Regions from separate parts of the Sus scrofa genome. Here region 1 is linked to region 2. A link is a contact called in public HiChIP or PLAC-seq data. All regions are on one chromosome and are shown on one strand. The core of a region is the stretch at or near the end of the contact, and the rest is flanking DNA. Distances in the headings are between cores, read along the strand shown. Region 1 overlaps PDE4B (phosphodiesterase 4B). Region 2 overlaps LOC102162079 (a long non-coding RNA gene).

Region 1 (5,276 bases), core at 1,832-4,331, 160 kb after region 2:
CTTGGGGATGTGGGAGGGAGAAAAGGGAACTCAGATGGTCCTCTTCCTTCCTCTTTTGGCTCCCAGCATCCACGCTCATTCTTCTCCAGGTCAACACATCCTCCTTCTCCTCATTTCCCTCCCTCCCAAGAAAGAGGAGAGAAGGGGGCAGGTGGCCACGAGGGTACTGAGAGGGGGCATGCACTTCTTTCAAAAAGACGAAATAGACGCCCTCCTTGATGCTGCCTCTGCTAGGAGGATCTGTCTTCTCTCCAAAGGGAAGCACTGGTCCAGCCTGTGCTGCTGCTGACTGCTGAGCTGTGGGTTGAAGAACCTGTACCCAAGCAGGTGTGTGCCCAGACCTGAACATGTTTATTTACCTACAACGTAATGGGTTGTATAGCTGTAATAATTCGATCTGATAAAGTGAGGACCTCTCAGCTTTATGCAAAAGAAAACTCTCACTTGACTAAGGTCCAGTTTATCAGAATGCTAACTGGACCTTCTTCCTTGCAGTCTGCTTTTAAGAGAAAGAACCACACTTGTATTGAGTCCTCTTATATTTGGTTGCAGCTCCTTTTGGCCTCAGCCCTCCTAAGCTTCCCATGGTACGCCCTGGAGAATCCTACCTTCAGTTCTAAATCTATTTCCCTATCCTCAGACTTTTTACGGTTTCGGGGGAAAGGATCTTTCCAAAACAGACTGCCTTCTACATTGCATTGCGAGGAAAAAGCAGTCATTTAGAACCTTTTAGAAAGATCTCAACAAGGCTTTCTGTTTTGTTTCCTTACTAATACCAGTAGGTCAGGGCTCTCTTTTGTCACACGATGACCACCTGCTTTGTGTAGGGTGCTGTGGAAGGGTATTATATGACACTAATGATACTGATACTAATATTGACACTTTCTAAGTGCCTGGAGCTATTCTAAGTGTTTGACAGATGTTTATATATTGAATCCTTCCAACCAACATGTGAAATATGTACAACATCCATTCCAATTTTGGAGAGGATGCAATTGTGACATGGTCCAAAGGTCACACAGTGGGGGAGCTAGGGTTTGGGGGAGACAACCTGGCTTCGGAGCCTTCACTGTTCATTCCTATGCACAGCCCTTCTCATTTAGTCTTTCCAGCAATCTTGTGAGATGGAATATTAAAATGCCCCATTTTCAAGATAAGAAAACTGAGTCTCAGAGAAGTAACTTATCTAAGGCTGGTCCATGATACCAATCGAATTCAATTCAGGAAACATTAAATGAGTACCTACTTTGTGCCAGGCTCTGTGCTAGGCACAAAGAACATAGTATAGTATGAGAAACTAGGCACATTTAGTTGTTTTCATTTTTTTTTTTCACTTCATTTAAAACTGTCCTTTCTGAAGTGATGGATAATAAAGAGTTCACTTTGAGCAAAGGAAAGTCACATGTAGTCAAGATTAGCCAGGGATGCTGGCTATGTGCACGTGCCTGAGAGCTGGAAGATAGTTACACCAGCCTGAAAGAAAGCCAAATATGGGCTTCAGCTCCCTTCCAGTGCTTTCTGATTCTGCAATGAGCATTCCCTCATTTGTCTTTGTTCATTTCATAAACCTTTATTGAGCACATGCTCTAGATCTTCTGCTATAAATTAGGGATACAAAAAAAAAAAAAAAAGAGGATTCGTACTTGACTCGGGACACTAAGATGAGAAGAGGATAAAATTAAAATGAAAAATACATTATGACTGGGTGGCTGTACTGCACAGCAGAAATTGACATAACAGTGTAAATAAATGACACTCTAATAAAAATAAAATTAAAATTAAATAAAATGAAAAATACAGCACATTATGAAAAAGCGCAAAAATTGAGATTTTGAGATAATAATTAAGATAATTGTTGAGAGTGGTTTGGGATGAGTTGAGGGGAGCACATCCAGAAGATGGCATCTATGCTGAGCTCTGAAAGATAAGAAACGTACTTTCCAGACAGGAATGGGGAAAGGAACTAGTACCTGCTAACCATATACTCTATATTAGGGTTTGAACTGAGACATATATTTAGTTCAATCCTGAATCCAGAATCCAAAAATCAGAGCGATTATAAAGAACTCCTTCACTGCGACAATGTAAGCAAATCCCTGTGCTGAATATGTGAATGACATTTTTAGGAAAGGGCAGCCTGGGCGAGGGAACAGAATGTACAAAGGCAGGGAGGCAAGAAGAGCCTGGTGTATTTGAGCGACCGTCTGTTAGGTGCAACTCAGCGATCTACTGTGCTTGGGGGTAGGGGTTAAAGGGAGAGATGAGGACAAAGAAGGATTTAGAAGCAAAATTCTGAGAGACTTTGCAAACCTGGTAAGAAGTAAGGATCTTATCTGGACGGTTAAAGATCACTCGCTCAGCAAACAATATAACCATAACTGGATTTTAGAAGAATAATTCCAGTCACAGAATGGAAGGTGGATTGAAGTGTGTGGGGGGAATGAGTACAATAACTAAGCTGAAGGACCCCCCACCAGGGTTAACGTAGAGAAGGATGGAGCACGACACTAAGGGAGGGAGGATGGGAAGAAAACCAGGGGGTAAGATTGGAGCAAAGACCCCAAGAGCCAGCTGTGGGAGGTGGAGCGATAAAAGATGGTGGAGAGATACACAGAGCCAGGAATGTGGGGAAAGGCGCAGTGGTGGAGTTGGGGGTGGATCTGGGCCTCCGGATGAACCCAAAGGGGTTACTAAAGGTGGCTGGATGTCTGGCATTTCTGTGCCTACTTACTGATAAGCGTGTATACACACTTACTGATAAGGAGCGCAGGGAGTGAAGGGACAGGGTTAGGAAAGGCGATGAGCGCTAAGACCAGCACGGTGGATTCTGATAACCGGATTCGGAGAGAGCGCTCTGCTCAAGATGGCTCCCCGACTTCGTGCCTGGGGGCAAAGTCAGAAGAGTCCAGGTGTGAGGGCAAGATTTGGCTCTGACTCCTGGGCCTGTCCAGGTAAATAGAGTTGTCAGGAATACCCAGGAAGAGACAGATGTTTCCTGAAGAGCCCTCTCTGACATGCCGGCGAGCTGCATGACCAGGCTTGAGGCTGGCAGCAGCTGGGCTTTGGGAGGACACAGGCACGTGGGCAGCCTCCTGCCTCCTGCGGGACTCTGCAGATGAGCCAACTGAGAGAAGTGAAGCTTTCTTCTCTGTCGCCTCCTCCACCCTTTGCTTTAGAGCCTGAGTGCCGAAGCACAGGGCAGGCTGCACAAAGGTTGATTCATAGATGAGGGGCTGCAGCTAGAAGTCACCTAGAAGCAGCAGAAAGGACAAATGTGCGTGTGCGTGTGTGTGTGTGTGTGCAGGACACTGTTTATTCAGGCCACGAGGAGACAATAGCTCATATGGGCAGACAATAGCGATTTGCCTAGATAATTTATGCCACCAAATAAACATCAGGATAGGCTGTGTAGAGCTAAAGATGAGACACATTTTTTAAGAGTGGGGTGTCTCCCTTCAGAGTCTCAATGACAGGAGATGCTTTTGCACACAAAACATTCAGGCAACAATATCTAGGCATCTGCTCCAGCCTACTGTAACCAAAGAGAAAGAAAGGCCGGAACTAAAATGCAAAAGAAAGAAAGAAACTGTGTTTGGAGATAGGTCTGCTACAGTATAAACTTTTGCCTTTCCCTGGCTCACTGCTATAGCAAAACCTGATGGTTGTCTTTGTAAAAAACGTGTCTGTATCTAGGTCCCTGGCAGTGATTTGCCTCTGGGAGGGCCAGCAATCTATTTAATGACTCCATTGACGTCAATAGCATAACTGAAATACTTACTAACATGCATGATTCCAACTTTCAGGGGGGGTGGGTGGATGGTGTTTCTCAGCAGTGCAAAAACACGAAGTGGAACCAAGGCGGAACGAACTCCAGTCTTTAGGCAGCAAGTGAGAGATGAGAGGCTGTGGGTCTCCTCAGTTCCATTTAATACAAAGAAACATTCACACTAAATTTAGAAATTAATTTGGAAGTAGTGAAGTAGCCATTAATGAGCAGAGTATTATTTTTGGTAACCTTTGCTCAAGGGTAACATTTTAACTCTTCACACTTCAGTTGACTTGCTCATGTTTTTTTTTTGCAACTTACCCTTATCTCATTTTAGGACACATGGAATACTTGCAAATCAATATAAACAGCTCGATGCTGGGGCTCTGAGGTAAGCTTATTCAGGAGGGCTAATTTGAACGAAAGTAATCCCTACAAAACAACCATTTGGGGAAATACTCTCAGAACTACTACAGCTTTTCCAGTGCATCTGCCCTGTTATTTTGTATGCAGACTGTCTAAACATTCGAGGTGAATAATTAAGGAAATTACCCCAATAATTCAGGCCACACAACATTCAGGAAAAGAAGAAAAAAACAATCTGATGTTTTTAGGCTTTTTTTTCTTTCCTTTCCGCTCTCTCTCTGTAATTCCCTCCAATTTCTCCTTTTGTGCGAGTGGCCGCAGCCTTTGGTAACAAGATTGACTTTATTAGTATTTGTTCATAAGTGTTGTAACCCTGCTTGACAGTTCTTGCTTAATGTAGAAACGGAGCAAATGTGCTGCTTGTGCTGGGCTTCATTTCCAGTCATCTGACTCAGATCACTCTCAGGCCATCACCGTGGCTCAGAGAGCCCTTTACTGCTGTACACACGGTCCCTCTCTCATCCTAGACTCTGGCTGCTCCAGCCAAGAATGAGAACCGAAGCAAGGTCATGACTTTCTGAATTTCTTAGGATCCCAGGTAACCCACGGAGCCTCTTGTCCACTCCTCAAATAAACGCTGCATCTGACACACCCACATGAACCTTTCCAGGAGGAATCGTGGTCAGCAACAAAGACACAGGAGGAACTCATACTGAGAAATAGGCTTCTGGATTAACCAGTAAAAAGCCATTTCCTCCCCAGAATGACCTGGGGGACACATATAGAAGAAATGGATCCCCATGAGCACTAAAAAATATCAAGTCTGTTTCTCACTTAGGTCAACCTATTTCAATCTTACTGGAAAGCTCTATATTATCTCATCCTATTTCTCTGTACTTTTCTCGAAATATACCTAGTTGACTGGTGTTGAAAACCACCATGAGCCGAGGCTATGGATACCCAGGCTTTGAACCTGCAGCAGTCGAGCCTGAGTCCTCAAGGCATTTCTCGAGTCATCTTTGTGACATGGCTTGCTGACATTTCTAAGGACCCATGGCCTTGGGGGTTGTTCTTCATAATATCTGATCTGTGACATGGGTGAGGATCCTGCTTAGGACATGGATCAATGTATTTGGGAAGAAGA
Region 2 (5,484 bases), core at 2,052-4,551:
GGTGGCTTTTTGTAGAAGTGATCACTTGACTGTCATGTTCAAATGGAAATGCAAATTCTCAGAAGAGCCAAAGTCACTTTGAAAAAGATGAGCAAAGTTGGAGGAGAAGCACTATCTGATTTCAAAAACTCTTATGAAGTTAGAGTCATGAAACAGTATCATCTTGGCATCAAGATAGGCAAATAGATCAGAACAGAAGGTCTAGAAATAGACCACATGTACATGACAACTGACTTTTGATGAGGTACAAAAGAAATGAGTGGAGAAAGGATAGTCTTTAATGAACAGTACTGGAACAGTTACATATCTGTATGAAAAAATAAAGTTTGAGGCATACCATGTGTAATATACAAAAAAAAAAACCATCAAAATGGAGCATATTTAAAGCCTGAAACTACACAAACTCTAGAAATATAGGAAACTTTTGTGACCTTGGCTTAGGCAGTCTTCTTACACATGACATCGAAAGCACAGTTCACAATAATTAAAAATTGATCATTTGGATTTCATTCTTCAAATTTTAAGATGTGCTTTTTGCAAAATCCTGTAAAGATCATGGAAAGATAGGCTACAGCCTAACCAGAAGATGTTTGTAAATCAAATTATATATCTGATATAGACTAGATTTTATATATATATATATATACTCAAGTCACTTCACCAAAGAAGATACATCTACAGATAGAAATAGGGAAAACAGGGACTTGAAAAGATGCTCAACATCATTAACCATGAGGAAGATGTAAATTAAAGCTGGAGTGCAATACTACTACAAAGCTGTTCTTGTGGCTAAAGATAGAAAAGACGACAATGCCAAGTGTTGGCGAGGATATAGAGCTTTAACCAGTGTGGAACCTGGAGGAAGTTCCCTGAACACATTTCCCATCACCTGGCTTTGCCAACACTACCAGAGTATATCTAATTAGGGAAACAACATCTGAGATAAATGCAGTAGGATGAGACCTGAGCAGATGGTCATCTGCCTTCCACATCAGGAACATTGAACAATTAGGGACCTTAAGAGATTTGAGAGGAGTTTTACTGCACATTGAGGTGTGGTGGGTGCCACACACGGACTAGGATTTAGGGGATTCCTAGCGGAACCACACCTGAAAGCTCTTCATGAAAGAAGGTAGAAAGGGAGGCCTCCAAACTGGCATACACACCAGCAGGACACAACGGTCAGTCTCCACCATTCGAATCTCCATCATAAAGCGAAGTTTGATATTGCAACTTATCTGCTAAGAATGGGAGGGAAATTAAAGGCGGAGAAATATTGGAGGTTGTCCTTCCTATAAGGATGACCTAGAAGTGTGAGGAAAATGCCAGAAATACTTTCAAACAAGCAGACCAAAAAAAAAAAAAAAAAAAAAAATCAAGTATTTAGAAAATAGCATTGTTATTTCTGATCAATAACTTAGCACTATAAATTAACCAGGCAACAAGTAATGAGCATTCGACTTCAGTGGTTGTATTTTTAGCCAGAGAAGCACACATTCAGGATTCAAATCATGGAACTGAGAATCGCAAATTTTTATTTTTTTCTGAACACAGCTCTTTGTGCCCTGCTGCCCTTCCCCTTCCTCTTTGGTCAAAGCTGTGGGGTTTTCTCAAAGAGTCAACCATCTGGTGCTTTAATGTTCCATCTGCAAAGTAGAGACAAATATTATTGTTCTCAAGACGCAAAATAGGGGTCTAGTATATACTCCTTCAGTGAAGTAATAGACTGGTTTTTCAACACTTAAATGCTATCAGGGGTTATATTAGTTACCATCATCTTTGAGGGACTTAAAACCCTACAGAGGATGAAAACTACTTCCTGACTCTATAACTGTAAAAACAAACTTCCTCATTTCAGTAGAAATGACGCTATTAGCAACCAGTCAATACCATAAAACATGCATTTCCTAAGACTGATTCAGTTTTCAAATTTTCTCAGTGCTTTTTCTTTTATTTTCTTTTAAGGTGGAATGAAGCTCAGCAGCCTTCTAGCTGTTACTGCCCTTTCACATAGGAGCAAAGTAAAGCCTGGAATGACTGAATGACTTGACTAGCTTGACATAGCAGAGACCCTGGGCCTACTGATCTTTTTTCTATGCAAGAGCAGGTATGAGATGAATGGCTCGTCCCCAGTTAAATCCTAGGGGAAATATGTGTCTAATGCTCCATTCAACCTGCTCTTAGTACCAGGTTGCAGTGGTGAATCTGTTGTAAAAACTGATGGAAGGGATGGTATGAGCCATGGTGATAAAGTAACGTGGCTTCCCAGACTGGTTCAGTCCTCCATCACTCGAATCATCCTGAAGTGCCAACAAATCAACAGGGGGGCTATCCAAGAGAGAGGGTATGGAAGATTTTTTTATTCCTGAAGGCCAGACATCAATGCCCAAACATAGGATGTCTTCAACTTCCAAGGAAATTGTAGGATGAGAGCAGTGGGAATGGGGAGTTGGGATGCAGGGGTGAGTTGAAAGGCTTTCCTGTGAATCTCTACCTATTGGCAGATACATCCCCGCCAAGCCAATCCTGGTGAGACCTGGACTGAGGAAGGGGAAAGTTGCTGAAAGGTAAGATGGATCACAGTTCGGTGGAACAAAAAAGCTATTTCCAGAATATGGAACTTTATTTTTTTAATTAAAAAAAATTTTTTTTGTCTTTTTGCCATTTCTTGGGCCGCTCCCGCAGCATATGGAGGTTCCCAGGCTAGGGGTCCAATCGGAGCTGTAGCCACCGGCCTACACCACAGCCACAGCAACGCGGGATCCTTAACCCACTGAACAAGGCCAGGGATCGAATCCGCAACCTCATGGTTCCTAGTCGGGTTCGTTAGCCACTGAGCCATGATGGGAACTCCCCAGAATATGGAACTTTAAAACAAATAAAAGGAGAGAAGAAGATGTTTATCTGGGGACTCTAGGTAATATTCATAGAAGTTACACATCTGATGCTTTGAAATGTGTACTATCTCAAACAGATGTCCATAGCTGGATTTCCACTGAATATACAGGAAGCCCTGCCTCCTGTTTTATCTGCCTGCTGGGTCTGTGATTATAAAGGCAGTTAGGAGATTAGAGCTGGCCATGCCTAGCCACACCCGCTATTGCCAGTCATAATCTCCTCTGAACAACAAGAACAAGTATACGTCAGAATCCTAGACCTTCAGAGTGAGAGGGACCCCTGAAGAGAGTTTCTATCCTTGACACTACTGATTTTGCATGTGCAGTAATTCTTTTTACGAGGGGCTGTCCTGTGCATTGTGGGGTGGTTAGCAGCATCCCCGGCTCTACCCACTAGAGGTCAGTAAAGAGCTCCCCTGTGATGACAACCAAAAAAAACTCTCCAGGTGTCAGAAGTCCCTGGGGTGTGTGTGAAATCACCTTTGACTGAAAACCACGGCCCTAGAACACTGCACCCACCCCCTCTCACACCTTCTACATGTAAAAAATGAAAACACTTATATAGGACAGGAGTAAAATGGAGGGGTTTGGGAATAGCTCTGTAAAGCTCAGTGAAACTGTTACACTTTATATGCTTCTAGGAAAAATAAAACATAAAATATTAAATATTTAAATTTATATAAAATTCTAAATAAAATCTTTTTTTTTTTTTTTTTTGCTTTTCAGTGCTGTGCACGCGACATGTGGCAGTTCCCAGGCTAGGGGTAGAATCAGAGTCACAACTGCCAGCCTATACCACAGCCACAGCAATGCCAGATACTTAATCCACTGAGTGAGGCCAGGGATCAAACCCATATCCTCATAGATACTAGTCGGGTTTATTACCGCTGAGCCACAATGGGAAATCCCATTTCAAAGTTTCATTTTTTATTGGTCTTTTTCTCCTTTTAGGGCTGCACCCGCCGCATATGGAGGTTCCCAGGCTAGGGGTTCAATCAGAGCTGTAGCCGTTGCCCTACACCACAGCCACAGCAACTCGGGATCCGAGCCAGGTCTGCGACCTACACCACAGCTCACGGCAATGCCGGATCCTCAACCCACTGAGCGAGGCCAGGGATCAAACCCCATCCTCATGGATGCTAACTGGGTTCACTAACTGCTGAGCCGTGACGGGAACTCCCCATTTCAAAATTTTAAATGAGAAATTTGAACTTACTTCCACTGACGTATCTTTTTACTGACAGATATTCTGCTTGAAATGGCTTTATGCAACACTGATCAAGATATTTGAATGATTGCTTCAAATTCTTAGCAGTCTCTATCAACAAGTAACTTTATTCACACAAGCAGGTGATAAAAATATTTTAAATCATTGTTTATAGCCATTTGAAAATCTATTCCTTTTGAAATGAAAGAACCTAGTTGTGTATCCTTTTCTTACACTGACAACTCAGTTTAATTAATTAATTAATTAATTATTTGTCTTTTTAGGGTCGCATGCACGGCATATGGAGGTTCCCAGCCTACGGGTCCAACTGGAGCTACAGCCGCCAGCCTATACCACAGTTACAGCAACGCGGGATCTGAGCCGAGAAAGTGACCTACAGCACAGCCCACAGCAACACCGGATCCTTAACCCACTGAGTGAGGCCAGGGATCGAACCCCAAACCTCATGGTTCTTAGTCGGATTTGTTTCTGAGGTACCATGATGGGAATTCCTAGAGTTTAAAATTTTTATCATAAAATATTTCACATTTGAATTTTTACCTATCTTATGTTTCAAAATAATCATGAGGATTGAATTTCTACATTTCATATGCACTGTCAGAGTGGCAGTCCTGCAGCCAGCATGGGATTCTTGTCCATCAGCTGCAGATGAGCAAGAGACTCTGATATATGTAAAGACAGAAATCCTGGGCTACCATTTGTCGCTGGGCAGACCAGAAAGCCCCACCTGATTTCTGTACCCATCCATCCCCAACTGGCTGCATCTTGGCCTAAGCGCCAAGCTCTGGGCACCTGGCAACGAACTCCCTACTGGTCCTCAGACTCTGCCTAGGATTGTTAGTGCAGTGTTCTGCAGCCTGTGGATGCCCAGGATGTAGAGAACCTTCTTGGCTGCCCTCAGGGCATCACGGTGAAGCAATGCATGGGGAGATGGCACCTTATCCGAGGTCTTCTCTGGGAACTCCGAGGGTGCCCTTGGACTCCGCACTGCTAAGACCACTTCCCAGGGAGTGGTGATGAGACTCCTCTTGGTTAGAGGCACCTGGCCCCAGAGCCTCAGCCACTCTGCGTCCCACAGGGCGCTCTGAGAGTTGAATGATTCAGTCATTCAGAGCACACAGGAATCCATCTGTGGCACCACTGTAATATGGCACCTAGCTTGTGAAGCCCTGCCTTAGAGAATTTCACCTGCTCTGGGTGAGTATACCCCATGGCCCAGAGAAGGGTGCGATTCAAGCGACTCAACTCAGGTCACATGCTGGGGCCAGACTTCTTACTCCTGGTACTGTAATCACATAGATACTTCATTTCTTCTCTCTCTTTTTTTCCTTCTCCTTGTCTTCCTTCCTCCCATGTTCT

What was found. HiChIP or PLAC-seq counts read pairs in DNA pulled down with a chosen protein or histone mark.
Region 1: a contact with region 2 is called in an H3K27ac HiChIP or PLAC-seq map of skeletal muscle, with 4 times the contacts expected there. The contact joins two enhancer-like sites. A contact is called at or near these places in 2 of 5 promoter capture datasets (fetal liver and fetal skeletal muscle), 7 of 47 Hi-C or Micro-C datasets (adipocytes, alveolar macrophages, embryonic fibroblasts and 4 more) and 2 of 2 datasets of contacts at active chromatin or transcription factors (alveolar macrophages and skeletal muscle).

The regions. Positions count from the first base shown.
Region 1 is chr6:146,270,235-146,275,510 of Sscrofa11.1, forward strand. The region is part of intron 8 of PDE4B (phosphodiesterase 4B); the gene reads right to left. All of the region lies in intron 1 of LOC102162258 (a long non-coding RNA gene), which reads left to right. Among named protein-coding and RNA genes, the nearest start is that of SGIP1, 220 kb to the left of the region's middle. Within about 2 kb of position 3,082, at least 44 of the 83 cell types and tissues checked have an H3K27ac peak or open chromatin away from gene starts, as enhancers often do. A contact at or near this core is called in alveolar macrophages, fetal skeletal muscle, omental adipose tissue and 3 more, where this site is marked.
Region 2 is chr6:146,112,785-146,118,268 of Sscrofa11.1, forward strand. It overlaps LOC102162079 (a long non-coding RNA gene), which reads left to right. Exons shown (of 8, transcript XR_298679.3): 4 at 1,966-2,107; 5 at 2,505-2,567. Among named protein-coding and RNA genes, the nearest start is that of SGIP1, 64 kb to the left of the region's middle. Within about 2 kb of position 3,302, at least 24 of the 83 cell types and tissues checked have an H3K27ac peak or open chromatin away from gene starts, as enhancers often do. A contact at or near this core is called in alveolar macrophages, fetal skeletal muscle, omental adipose tissue and 3 more, where this site is marked.